2 separate regions of the Macaca fascicularis genome follow, and region 2 is linked to region 1. Evidence: chromatin contacts called from public Hi-C data. All regions are on one chromosome and are shown on one strand. The core of a region is the stretch at or near the end of the contact, and the rest is flanking DNA. Distances in the headings are between cores, read along the strand shown.

Region 1 (5,782 bases), core at 1,426-3,925:
TATGTAACAGTTTTATCATTTATTTGTAAGCCTTATCATTTATTTGTAAGCCTTAACTAGATAGAAATATCTTTTTATATAACTTAAACATGATATTAGGAGCAGCAACTGACTTGCTGAGAAATTGCTGGGTCTTTCCAGAGGTCGTATGAATAGATTCTTAGAAAAAACAGAAATACAATTCTAGAAATCTGTCTAGTTTTCAAATGTCTATTACAATCTATTACAATCTCTCTGAGTCTTAAGTGTTAAGGCCCACTGCTCTTCTCATTGTGTTAATGGGCTTTTGCTTGTTCCCTGCAGAGTCTAATTTTCTTTCCCATATAGGTATAAATAAGGACAACTGTACAAAAGAGAAAATGGTGAGGGAGGCCTTGGAGCTAGAGTTGGGAGCCTTGTAGGATTCCCTGGGTTCCTTAGAAAGAGTTCACTAATGTGGAAAACCAAAGTCAGGTAAATGGAAGAGGAAATGTTAAAGGAGAACTACTTTCTGGTATTTATGCTACTTTCATAGTCATCTTTTATAGCTCCTGCAAAGGCAAGAAGGAAATCATTATGGACTTTGGATAGTGACCCAGACCCTGGCATGGAAATCAAAATACTTGCTATTAACTCTAGTTCTGCCACTAAAGTGTGTGGCCTCAGGCATGCTATTTCTTTTCCTGCACATCTTTGTTTATAAAGTGAGTAGTGTAAACTATGAGTGAAACATTCATTTTCTGCCCTCACATTTGATGTTAGAAACCTTGTGATATAATGGAAATACCACACATTTAGGAATATGAGCAAATTTCTAGTTATATGTTGTGTCACACTGATTGAGTGAGCTCTTTTAGTTTCTTATCAGTAAAATAAATAGGTTAACACATACTTTGCAGGGCAGCTGTGAAAATAAAAGATAACATATAATAAATACCAGGAAATGTGAACAGAATATAGACAGCTTTACGTTAAAAAATAATGTTTATTCAATGATGCCATGACCTGGTCCTAAATGGCCCTGCATTGCAGGTTGAGTTGTAAGTCTGACTTCTGTCTCCACGGATTAAGCAGCATGGAGTCTGTGTTACTACCTAAGAGTAAAAGTGATTCAAAGCTCTTGGCTCTATGAATGAATGCAAAGGCAATTCTCTCCCAGGACCTCTTGGAAATGCTATGGGAGATTAGAGCCCCATTGCACAATCATGTCTTAACTCAGCCTCTATGGCCCTGGGACCTCTCTAACCCCTCTTTAACCCCTCTCAGCTATGTTGAAAGCTCTGCTGGTGAAGGAAAATGTAGTGAAGAATGGCAAGCTACTTGACTGACATCAGGAAATACAAAACTCTGACAATGTAGAGGGGTTCCAGAATAATTATTTGAATCCTTTTTCTGATATTCTCAAATACTTGTGTTGAAAATTGGGCAGGACACTGAGGGGTGGGCAATAGGCAAAAGATGGCTAAAGACATGCACTTCAGCGAACCTCTAACGTTTCAGATTCAGTTGGGAATCTGTCAAAAAACGGGCTACATCTTGGGGGGAAAAATCCATCTTTTAAAAGATTTCCATCAACAACAAACTTCTCTCATTTACAGGAAAATGGATCATTTGACACCTTGGAGATTTTACCTGGAGGAAGATAATTTCTTGAAGCCTCTTGTGACTGTGAGAGCCAAAAGCTATTTTGCAGCTGTAATATTGACAATGCATTCACATTTTCCCCAGAGCAATGGATTCTTTAACCTTAATATTGAGTCTGTAATGAGATTCTGTCCTCTAGAGGTCACCAGTGCACCAGATTTGAAGGCCATGGAGGCTTCTACAACGCTCAGGAAGAGCTAGGTGTCCTGTTCATATATGAATGAAAGAGAAAATAAGGCAAGTAAATTATCTTAATGGTTACTTTCCAGTTAGTCTCTGAAGAAGTAGAAAATCTGGTTTTCAATAAGGCATTTTAAATGGATTTATCTTGGTTTATCTTGGCATTTCTCTGCATTGATTTAGCTGGAGGAAACTCTTACAACGGTTAAATACTTCTTAACAGATAGCTTACTTTTGATAGTGAGAGAAGAAACTTTTCCAAATAGGAGAAAAACTGATGTAGAAATAGGCTATTTTAGCCTCCATTAAATGAGTGTTACTTTCACTGGTGCTCTGGCCAAGGCAGAAGGTCTCTCTGTGCCTCCTCAGCACACTGTCTTCAAAGGGCATGGGGACACCGAGGCAGGGAAACACGGCCCTTTAATTCACTGTTCTATAATTTTTGAGTTGCTTCATGAGGAGAGATGCCATCCGAAGTACTCATTTTTTCTACAGACAAATTAGAAACTGTACATAAAGGGATCACTTTGATAGTCAAAACATGCCTTTCCCTTGGGAGAACAATCAGTCAAGAGCCAAGAAAGTGGTGGTCTCCTTTTGGGACTAATGGGAGCTAAAGGAAAGTCTTACTTGGACTTCGCCTTTTTGGTTATCCCAATGCATTAATCTTGTGTGAAGCTAGTTGTCTCCCTTAAAGAGAACAAGCCAGGAGAACGGCACTTCATGTTGGCAGCTGGACTGAAGGAGGGGAGTAAACACTGCACTGCCCAGGGTTTGGGAGGTGCTGTGGCCTAGCCTGGTGCCATGGACTGCACTGTGCAAGGCGTGACCTGAGAGTCACCATCAGCAGTTCCCAGCATTGTTCCTGCTCCTCTGGTTGCTCTCCAAGGAGACGAATTCCTACACCACGACTTTCCCAGGGTCCAGACACTTGCCAGCAACTGATCCATCAGGAAATCGCCTCTCCCTTCTTCCTCCCCCTATTCCTTCCTGAGCATTCCCCAGTCCAGGGTGTGGTCAGCCCTCAGAAGATCTGCTGGGATTGATTGACAAGAAAACAAAAGCTTCCTCTAGATAAGAAAGATCATAGTGCTATGGGAAATCGATTTACTTCTGGGTAGCACTTGTCCACCCTCTCACTCTCTCTAATACTTTTAACTGCTGACTGTGTAGTTTCTTATCATTTCTTCAGGATATGTGGGGCAGTCAATCTTCAATCAATGAGCATTATTTGGGGAACTCTTTTTATGGCCAATTCACAAGGAAGTAAAACACTTTGTCCTAGAGAGTTAGTGTTGGTCTTTCTCAGGGTAATTAGACATTTTCTTTAGCACTAAGAAAGAACAGAGGCAAATTTTTAATTTCTGAGCTGTTTCCTTTAGCTGAGAGCCCCCTCTAAAAGCTGCTGGTACTACAGAAATGTGAGAGTTCAGCAAAGGATGCCACTCATCATCTATTCTGGAGAATACTGTAACGTGGATAATATGCTAGGTGGGTGGCAGAGTGTTGTGCAATGTGCTTAGCTAGGTTGAGAATCGTGTCCCTGACTTCTTGTCAATGCAGGGCTGACAGAAAGCTTTCTGGGGACTTAGCCGTTTGAGCTTGGTTACCAGTTGTGTGACTGTAAGCAAGGCTCTCTTATGTCTCATTTCTCTTATTTGTAAAGTAAAAGGGTTGGACATCATTTTCTCTAAGGTCCATTTTGAAGCCAGAACCCACTCTGAGAAGTTAAGGCTGCTCAGTCAGGGCAGTTGCATCTTAGCAAGTATACTGGCCTCTTAAGACTCCCGTACAGCGTACCAAAACCCGAATGGCTTCAAACAACAGATAATTCATTTTCTTACAGTTCTAGAGGCTGGAAGTCTGAAATCAAGGTGCAAGCAGGGCAAAGGTCTCTCTGATAGCTCTAGGGAGAATCCTTCCTGGCTTCTGCTGCCTCTTGGTGTTTGCCGCAATCCTGACATCCCCTGGCCTGCAGATGCATCACTCCAGTCCTATTACCATCTTCTCCCTTTGTGTCTTCACACGGTCTTCCCTCTGTGCATGTCTGTCTCTGTGTGAAAATTTCTACTTTCTATAAAAACACAGTCACCTTGGATAGGACCTACCATAATGACCTCATTTTAACATGATTACTTCTGTAAAGACCCTATTACCAAATAAGGGTCACATCTTGAGGTACTGGGAAGTAAGACTTCAGTGTATCTTTTTGCAGGGATATAGTTCAAACCATAACAGTAAGCACATAAAAAATCCCTCTGTGCTGGATATCTTCTCTTTGACCTCTGGGTGCATTGTCCATGTTATTTTGTGCCCTGGCCTTCATAGATTATACCAAGGGATCCCCTTGTCCTCCAGCTTTCAGTTGGGTTTAGCAATGACAGGCGATATGATGCAATAGGAGAGTCAGATAGGGTGAGTGGTGGTATTTAGTCCCCTGCGGGGTTCTCTCTCTGTAATAGATGTTACTACAGGCTGGCTCTTCCTTTAAAGAGACTTTATCCACACAGATTTCTTTACCTCTGGGACCCTTAAGGGCTGCTTCAAACCTTTAGGCTAAAGGTCAACAATTATCTCCCTCCTCTGGCTTCACTTTGGTTTCCCTACAGTGGATCCATTACTTTAAAAAAAAATTCTTTTTATTAAACTCTCTTTATATTATCCATTTTGAGTGAACCATCTATTTTCTACAAGGATGCTGACTCTCTGCCTTCTCAATGACTGAATTGTTTTTCTAGAAATTTAAGGTGTCAGTTTGGCCCAGAGAAGTCTTGGGCGGGATAAGTTGTCTTGCAATTTGGAGAACCCCTAGTCCAAGAAACATTCAAAAGTCCAGGTCTAGTGAGGCAGGTACACCAGGCTTGGTGATGTACCTAGCCTGTATCTGGATGATGTAGGTAGGGACATATGTGGGTTTATGACCACTCTGGAACAGCCCTTCCAGGGTAATTGCACATCCCGGAGCCAGGCTGGGTTTCAGTAAACCCACCTGGACTTTCTCTGTCTCGTCCCTGCCTCCCTGCATGACTTCACTGCATTTTTTTCACCCAGTATCTAGATTTCTTTCAGTAATACAATATCTTTCTTTTAAAATTTGTTTCACATATAATAATTTCTAAGTCAGTTTTTTTAGGTCAACTTAGTCATTACTAATAAACATGCTAGGGAAAGAATATTGTGCCAGATATTCTATTGCATATTCCATTTGATATTCTATTTTCCAAATGGAGAAAAGAGGCACATGTGTGAAAGGGATTGATGACAATCTCTAGAATGACACATTCTTAGACTACCCTGTGAAGCAGATATTACTATCCATTTTAACTAGATGAGGGAACTTGAGTTTCTAAGCAATTCAATGAATTACTCTGCTTACACAGCTAGTAAGTTTATGAGGGCTGCTTCTCAAATCCAGGTTTTCGAATTCCATTATTTGCTTCTAAAAAGGTCTGTTTTACTATGATGTTCACAAGCCTTTAAAAAAAAAAGAGCATCTGTACTATATGATTTGGTACATGGCCTTTCCTCCCTCCCAGTGTCCAAGATAGCACTTTGCCCATAGCATTCTGAAGACTTCTTGCATGGAAGAGGCAGAGAAAGGCACCTGAGAATGTTGCATAGCTGTTAAACTCCCTTTCTTAAACTCATTGCTCTGTTGGATTTCTACAGATCCTTAAAACATTATCTGTTACACATTAAGTCAGTCTCTTTTTTTTTTTTTTTTTTTTTTTAACTGGCCTTTCTTCAATGAATTTCAATCTTCCCTATTCACCCTGGGTGCCCCGGTGGCTGTTGCTTTCATTCTGGACCTTGGGTAAAATCTACACCCACATCAATTTGTTAACAATATCTGTTGAAAGACTATTGTGCATTAGCTTAGCTGATCTCTGCTGTAGCCATGAAAATGGACACCTATATTTAAGGGTGAGAATTACACCACAGACATGAAATGTCTCTTAGAATGGACAAGGGAGAGGGA
Region 2 (6,166 bases), core at 59-2,558, 660 kb after region 1:
AACTGCACTACATGCTTATGATGAAGAATTCTGTGAAGCTCTATTTCTTTGTCAATCTAAATGAAAAAGCAAGGCAAGGCTTATTAGCCTCCAGTCACCTCGGAAAAGCCAGTGATTACACATGCAGAAGACATTTTCCTAACAGGGAAGGGCCATCCCTGCACACAAAGAAAATACTTTACTCAAGAGTCATACACACCTTTTCCCTTTGATGAGGTTTAGCTACTCTGCTGTGAGGAATAATTTTTGCGGCGTAGACTTTGTTATTTGTCAAATCTGTCATCTCGTAACATTTTGCAAAGCCACCCTGAAAAGAAACAAAGCCGAGACGGAATTGAGTATGGCACAAAAATGGACGGCAGATATTTAAAATAAATAAATAAATGGGAAGAAAGAAAAGCAAAAAAAAAAAATTGAGGAATGGAGAAGGGTGGTCAGAGGAAGGCATTCGACTTCGTTAAAGCTCCCTCATGAAGAGAAACGCATTGCTGGAAACAGCAACTTCAAACAGTTTTTTTCCTATAATATAAAGGGGAGCTTTATGGAGGGAGTTGGAGCGGGGAGACATGAAAAATAATGTCTGATGAGACTTGTTAGGAAAATTCCCTCGGAGCAGATGGAGGGAGAGAGGTCTGATACAGAAAGCCCTCGCTTCCAGACTCAAGATGCATTTCTCTGGGCTGCGGGGTGGCACACAGTTGTGAGGCTAAGGCAGGCAAAGCCGATCCCCAGCGCTGCCGGTGCACAAAAGCCAGGCAGCAGGTGAGGAGCCCACCTCGCGCTGGGATCTGACCCCCGAAAAACCTGGAAGCGGCGGGCGCGGGACCCCGCGGGCCTGCCCGGCTTGGGGTCGCCCGGACAGACCTCCCGCCCGCCAGCCCGCCCGGCAGCCCGGCGCCCTCCGCTTGTCACCTTTCCCAGCACTTTGCCCCGGCAGTAGCGCTTCCCCGTCGTGGGGTCGACGATAATCCGCGAGATCTCGGGCCCCGAGTGCGAATGGTGGTGATGGTGGTGCGGGGCCGCCGGGGGCACCTGCGCCTGGGACTGAGGTGGCTGCGATTCCTCGGGGGGCTGCGGCGGCCGCTTCTTCTTCGAGTCCCCTCCGCAACCCTTGCCCAGCGCCTGCTCGCACATTTTGGTGCTGGCGGCTGGCTGGTAGGTGATAGTCCGCAAAAGCTCCATGATAGCCTTGCCGGCCCGCACTGCCCACTGCCACCCCCTAGGCGCGGTCACACGTCCGAGTCGGCCGTGGCCCTCGCACCCCTGCCTCCGGTGCCAACGCGCACCTTACACCCCGGTCCACTTGTGCGAGTGAGAAGGCTCGGCGAAGTCTTATATACTGGGCGGCGGGAAGGGGGCGGAGACTCGATACGCGACACCGCGACACGGCCGACGCCCCGCCCCACGGCCTGCCGAGCGCGCTTGGCCGGGAAGCAGGTCCTGTCCTGCCACCTAGGTCTCGCTTCGGAGCGGAGCCGCGCGCCTCGAACGCCGGCCGCCGGGAACTCTCGCAGCCACGGGAAGGCCTTCAGGGCCGTCTGTGGGCCCTGCTGCCACGTTCTTCGAAGGCTCTGAGCCTCAGTTTAGAAAACAGAATCCCGAGGGCCGATGCCTGGCCCCACCCCCGCCCCAGCCGCCTGGTGTCAGGGCAGTGCCGTGACCGGAGCGAGTTGGGCGCGGGTGTAGACGCAGTCCCTCCCCCGCACAGCCCTTCCCCGCCGCCCCACGACCCGGCGCCTCTTGTGTCAAGGTATCAGGGTGCCCGGAGCCCGCCGCACGGGCACGCGAGGCCTCCTCCGGCCGTGTGACAAGGCCCCGCGCGTGACGCGCTCGTTGGTGTCTAGCTGGGGCAGTGCCGAGAGGCCGTGCGGGTGAAAGGCCGGAATTCGGGGAGCCGGGCATTCGAGCCCATCGCCGCATCGCGCTGGGGCAGACTCGGGCCCGCACGCTGGGATCCCGGGCCGATCGGCCAACAGTGCCAGTGCTGGCCCCCGCCCATCCCCCTAGAGCGAGCCTCTGTCCGAGGTCAGCCCCTGAACCTTGGAGAACGAGGTCGACGCCTCGGCAAGGCGTCCTCCGCCGGTAGCCCGATGATTGGAAAGCAAGGGCGCCATCTTGTGGAATGTTCCGGAAGTGCCGTTAGGTGTCAAGTGGGCAGCGGTTGACGACAGTGGGGCTTTGACAGTTACTGGTACTAAAAATCGATGCCGATTGTGAGTTTGCAGAGTCATCTATGACTTCTTCCGAATGCATCTGTTGAGATGGCTCATGAACTGCCCTGGTTCCTGGAGAGTCAATCCGAGACTTTCTGGGGGTAGGGGGATTGGTAGGATGAAGAGAGCGCAGGCCAGTGAGTGCAAACACGGCTTAGTTTCCAATTTCCAGATTTTACTGTGCAGTTTGACCTAGGAACACGTTTTTTTTGTTTGTTTTGTTTTCTTGTTCTAATTACGATAGCGTAACATTTGAGGACTGTGCAGTATTTTGAAATGCCTTATTTAATCCTACAACAATTCTGAGTGAGTAATATTGTAAGGAAGGAAAAATAATTTTCTACCTTTCAAAGTTTTGGCCTGGGTGCCTGTAACCAGACAGATTAACAAGAAAACAAAGAAGTTTGTTAACATGTATGTGTCATATATACATGGGAGATAACCAGGAAAATGAGAGATGGTTTAAAATCGGGCTTAAATACTATCTTTAGCTAAACCAAAAGAAAAGATTGTGGAGCAGGCAAGTTAAGGAACCATGACCAGGAAATGTACGGTAAATAGGATTGGGGTTTCTTATTTCTTCTTTCATAAGTTTTTCATGACTTAGAGTCATTCTTCCTGGTACAGAGGAGACACTCTTACAAATGGAGTTTTGTGGGGGGCTTTTTGTTTTGTTTTTTTAGTAAATGTACATTTCCCTTACAAAAGGGTAATATGCCATTTTTAGAGCGTCTCCTCGGTCTGCTGCTTCTCAAAATAATTATCTCAAAATAATCTTTATTCCAGGGCCACATTTGAGGTGGCATATTATTATTATCCTACATTATTATTCCCATTTTATAGATGAGGCTTGGAGGATTTAAGTAACTATTCTATATTTTTACTAGATCATCGAGGTTAGGTTAATTGGCAGCACACTTGAATCTTTTTACCTATGTTAACAAGATATGGTAAACAGTGTTTTGAAGCTAAATTCCGGAGACATTTAGAATACCAGATTATTGAATCCCTGGAAGGTACATACAAAAAGGGTTGCTGCAGTCCACTGTCAAATTTAGGTATGTATGGTGTCAACATTAACAGAACATTTACAAAAATACTGTGTCTCAAATACTTCCAGCATAATGTGGAAAAGAGGCTCATTGCCATTAGAGAGGAGAAAGGGAAAGGCTTTGCCATTGTAGAGGAGAAAGGGAAAGTCTTTGCTGTCGCTTCTGTTTTTGATTCTTTAAAGAGTGCAGGGCAAGTCCAGGCATGTTTCTCATAAGTGACAATAGACTTTAACCCCGAGATTGTCAAGGATGGAATAAGAGGTGGGGCTTAGGGGTGGAAATTCAGAATTACGTAATCATCCTCTTTATTCATAAGCCTAGGGGTGACCTTTGCTTCCCAGATTTATGCAAACCTACTCTCTAAGATGTAGAAGGCTTGCAGGTTTAGAAAATATTACTAGAATTTCTCAAAGCTAGTTTACACACCATGTCTTTGTGGTTGATAATAAACTATGTGTGTGTGTGTATACATATATGTGTATGTGTATGTGTATTCATCTGTGGCCTAAGAAAAAAATTGAAGAATAGATTGGCGTGATTTAAAAATATATATATATTTCAATTACTTCTTTGATTAGCATACACTATGGTATGTATCTTTACCAAATGGACTTCAGTATTTGATAAATTATTGAACATTCCATGTGAAATTCAGGTCTGTTTTCCACAACATGGAGGCATTTAATAAAATATTAACGCTTTGTAAGTCTTATGGTGTTTTCTTTCCAACTGAGAAAATGATTTTTTTGGGGGGGAGTTGTGGTGCCATCATGTGGACAGAACCAAAATTGTAGTCCATAGAACAAAAAAGGAAATAAATGTACTTTCTATTCGGTAGAATAATTACTAAATATCATGGGGTCAATTTGGTAACCAGTAGGAAGGAAAAAATGGATCCATACTTCATATGTGACTTAATTTCAAGCAAATGAAAGTTTGAAATATGTGAAATTATAAGACAATAAGAGAATTCTTTCATAGCCTTTGAGTGTGGTAGAACTTTCAACTGTTTACAAAATCTAGAATCCTTAAAAAAAAAACAAGATTAATTAATGTAACTATATATAAACAAAACCTTTTCATTGATTTAAAATAACAAAACACCATAAATAAAGTCAAAGGATAAATAACACTAGAAAACTTTTCAACTCATCAGAGAAAGAGCTTATCTTCCTATTATGTAAAAACTCCTACAATTGAATAAAATACCAATTATCCAATAGAAAACAAATGGTTCTTATATTTGCTCAATTTCATTCATCAGAAGAGAAATTGAAAAGTATACTGAGGCACGCTTTCCTACAAAATTGGCAAAACCCTCAAATGTTGCCGTGAACATGCTGAATTGCTGAAGTGTTGAGGAAGCAGCCTGCCATATATTGCTGTTGGGAATGGTAATTGATATAATCTCAGTGAAAAGTAATTTGGCCAAATCTATCAAATTTAGAAATGAAAGTATTCTCTTACTTAGGAATTTATCCTATGGATGTCATCTCATATATAACATCAACAAATTATAAAAACCCTGACCAAATTAAGCCCAATTCTTACGTTTGTAAATAAGATTTTATTTAAAACAACCATGCCCATTTGCTGGGATCTAATTAAACTAAAGAGCTTCTGCACAGCAAAAGAAACTATCATCAGAGTGAACAGACAACCTACAGAATAGGAGAAAATTTTTGCAATCTATCCATCCTGACAAAGGGCTAATATCCAGAATCTACAAAGAACTTAAACAAATTTACAAGAAAAAAACAATCCCATCAAAAAGTGGGCAAAGGATATGAACAGACACTTCTCAAAAGAAAACATTTATGGGGTCAACAAACATTTTAAAAAGCTCATCGTCACTGGTCATTAGAGAAATACAAATCAAAACCACAATGAGATACCATCTCAGGCAGTTAAAATGGAGATCATTAAGAAGTCAGGAAACAACAGGTGCTGGAGAGGATGTAGAGAAATAGGAACGCTTTTACATTGTTGGTGGGAGTGCAAATTAGTTTAACCATTGTGGAAGACAGTGTGGCCATTCCTCAAGGATCTAAAACCAGAAATACCATTTGATCCAGCAATTCCATTACTGAGTATATACCCAAAGGATGATAAATCATTCTACTATAATGATACATGCACATGTATGTTTATTGCAGTACTGTTCATAATAGCAAAGACTTGGAGCTGACCCAAATGCCCATCAATGATAGACTGGATAAAGAAAATGTGGCACATATACACTATGGAATACTATGCAGCCACAAAAAAGGATAAGTTGATGTTCTTTGCAGGGACATGGATGAAGTTGGAAACCATCATTCTCAGCAAACTAACACAGGAACAGTAAACCAAACACTGCATGTTCTCATTCATAAGTGGGAGTTGAACAATGAGAACATATTGACACAAGGAGGGGAACATTACACACTGGGGCCTGTCAGGGGGTGGGGGGCCTAGGGGAGGGATAGTATTAGGAGAAATACCTAATGTAGATGACAGGTTGATGGATTCAGCAAACCACCATGACACATGTATACCTACGTAACAAACCTGAACATTCTGCACATATATTCTAGAACTTAAAAGTATAATTAAAAAAATTTTTTTTAAAGACTACACATTGGGTACAGTGTACACTACTCGAGTGATAGGTGCAGCAAAATCTCAGAAATCACCACTAAAGGACTTATTAATGTATCCAAATACGACTTGTTCACCAAACACCTATTGAAATAAAAAATAATAATTGGAAAAAAAACCATGCCCATTTGCTTATGTAGACATGTCAATGGCTGCTTTCTGCTACAATGGCAGAATTCAGCTGTGACAGAGACCATATGGCCTGCAATGCCTAAAATATTTACTAGCTGGCCCTTTACAGAAACAGTTTGCTGACCCCTC

Evidence for each region. Hi-C and Micro-C count contacts between places; a contact is called where the count stands out from the background.
Region 2: a contact with region 1 is called in a Hi-C map of skeletal muscle, with 13 times the contacts expected there. The contact joins the promoter of PLK2 here to the enhancer-like site in region 1. A contact is called at or near these places in 2 of 2 Hi-C or Micro-C datasets (liver and skeletal muscle).

The regions. Positions count from the first base shown.
Region 1 is chr6:63,250,931-63,256,712 of T2T-MFA8v1.1, forward strand. No RefSeq gene overlaps it. Among named protein-coding and RNA genes, the nearest start is that of ACTBL2, 310 kb to the left of the region's middle. Within about 2 kb of position 2,676, at least 1 of the 6 cell types and tissues checked has an H3K27ac peak or open chromatin away from gene starts, as enhancers often do.
Region 2 is chr6:63,916,014-63,922,179 of T2T-MFA8v1.1, forward strand. PLK2 (polo like kinase 2) reads right to left here and starts at 1,309. Exons shown (of 14, transcript XM_005556946.5): 1 at 913-1,309; 2 at 200-307; 3 at 1-56. The coding sequence starts at 1,182.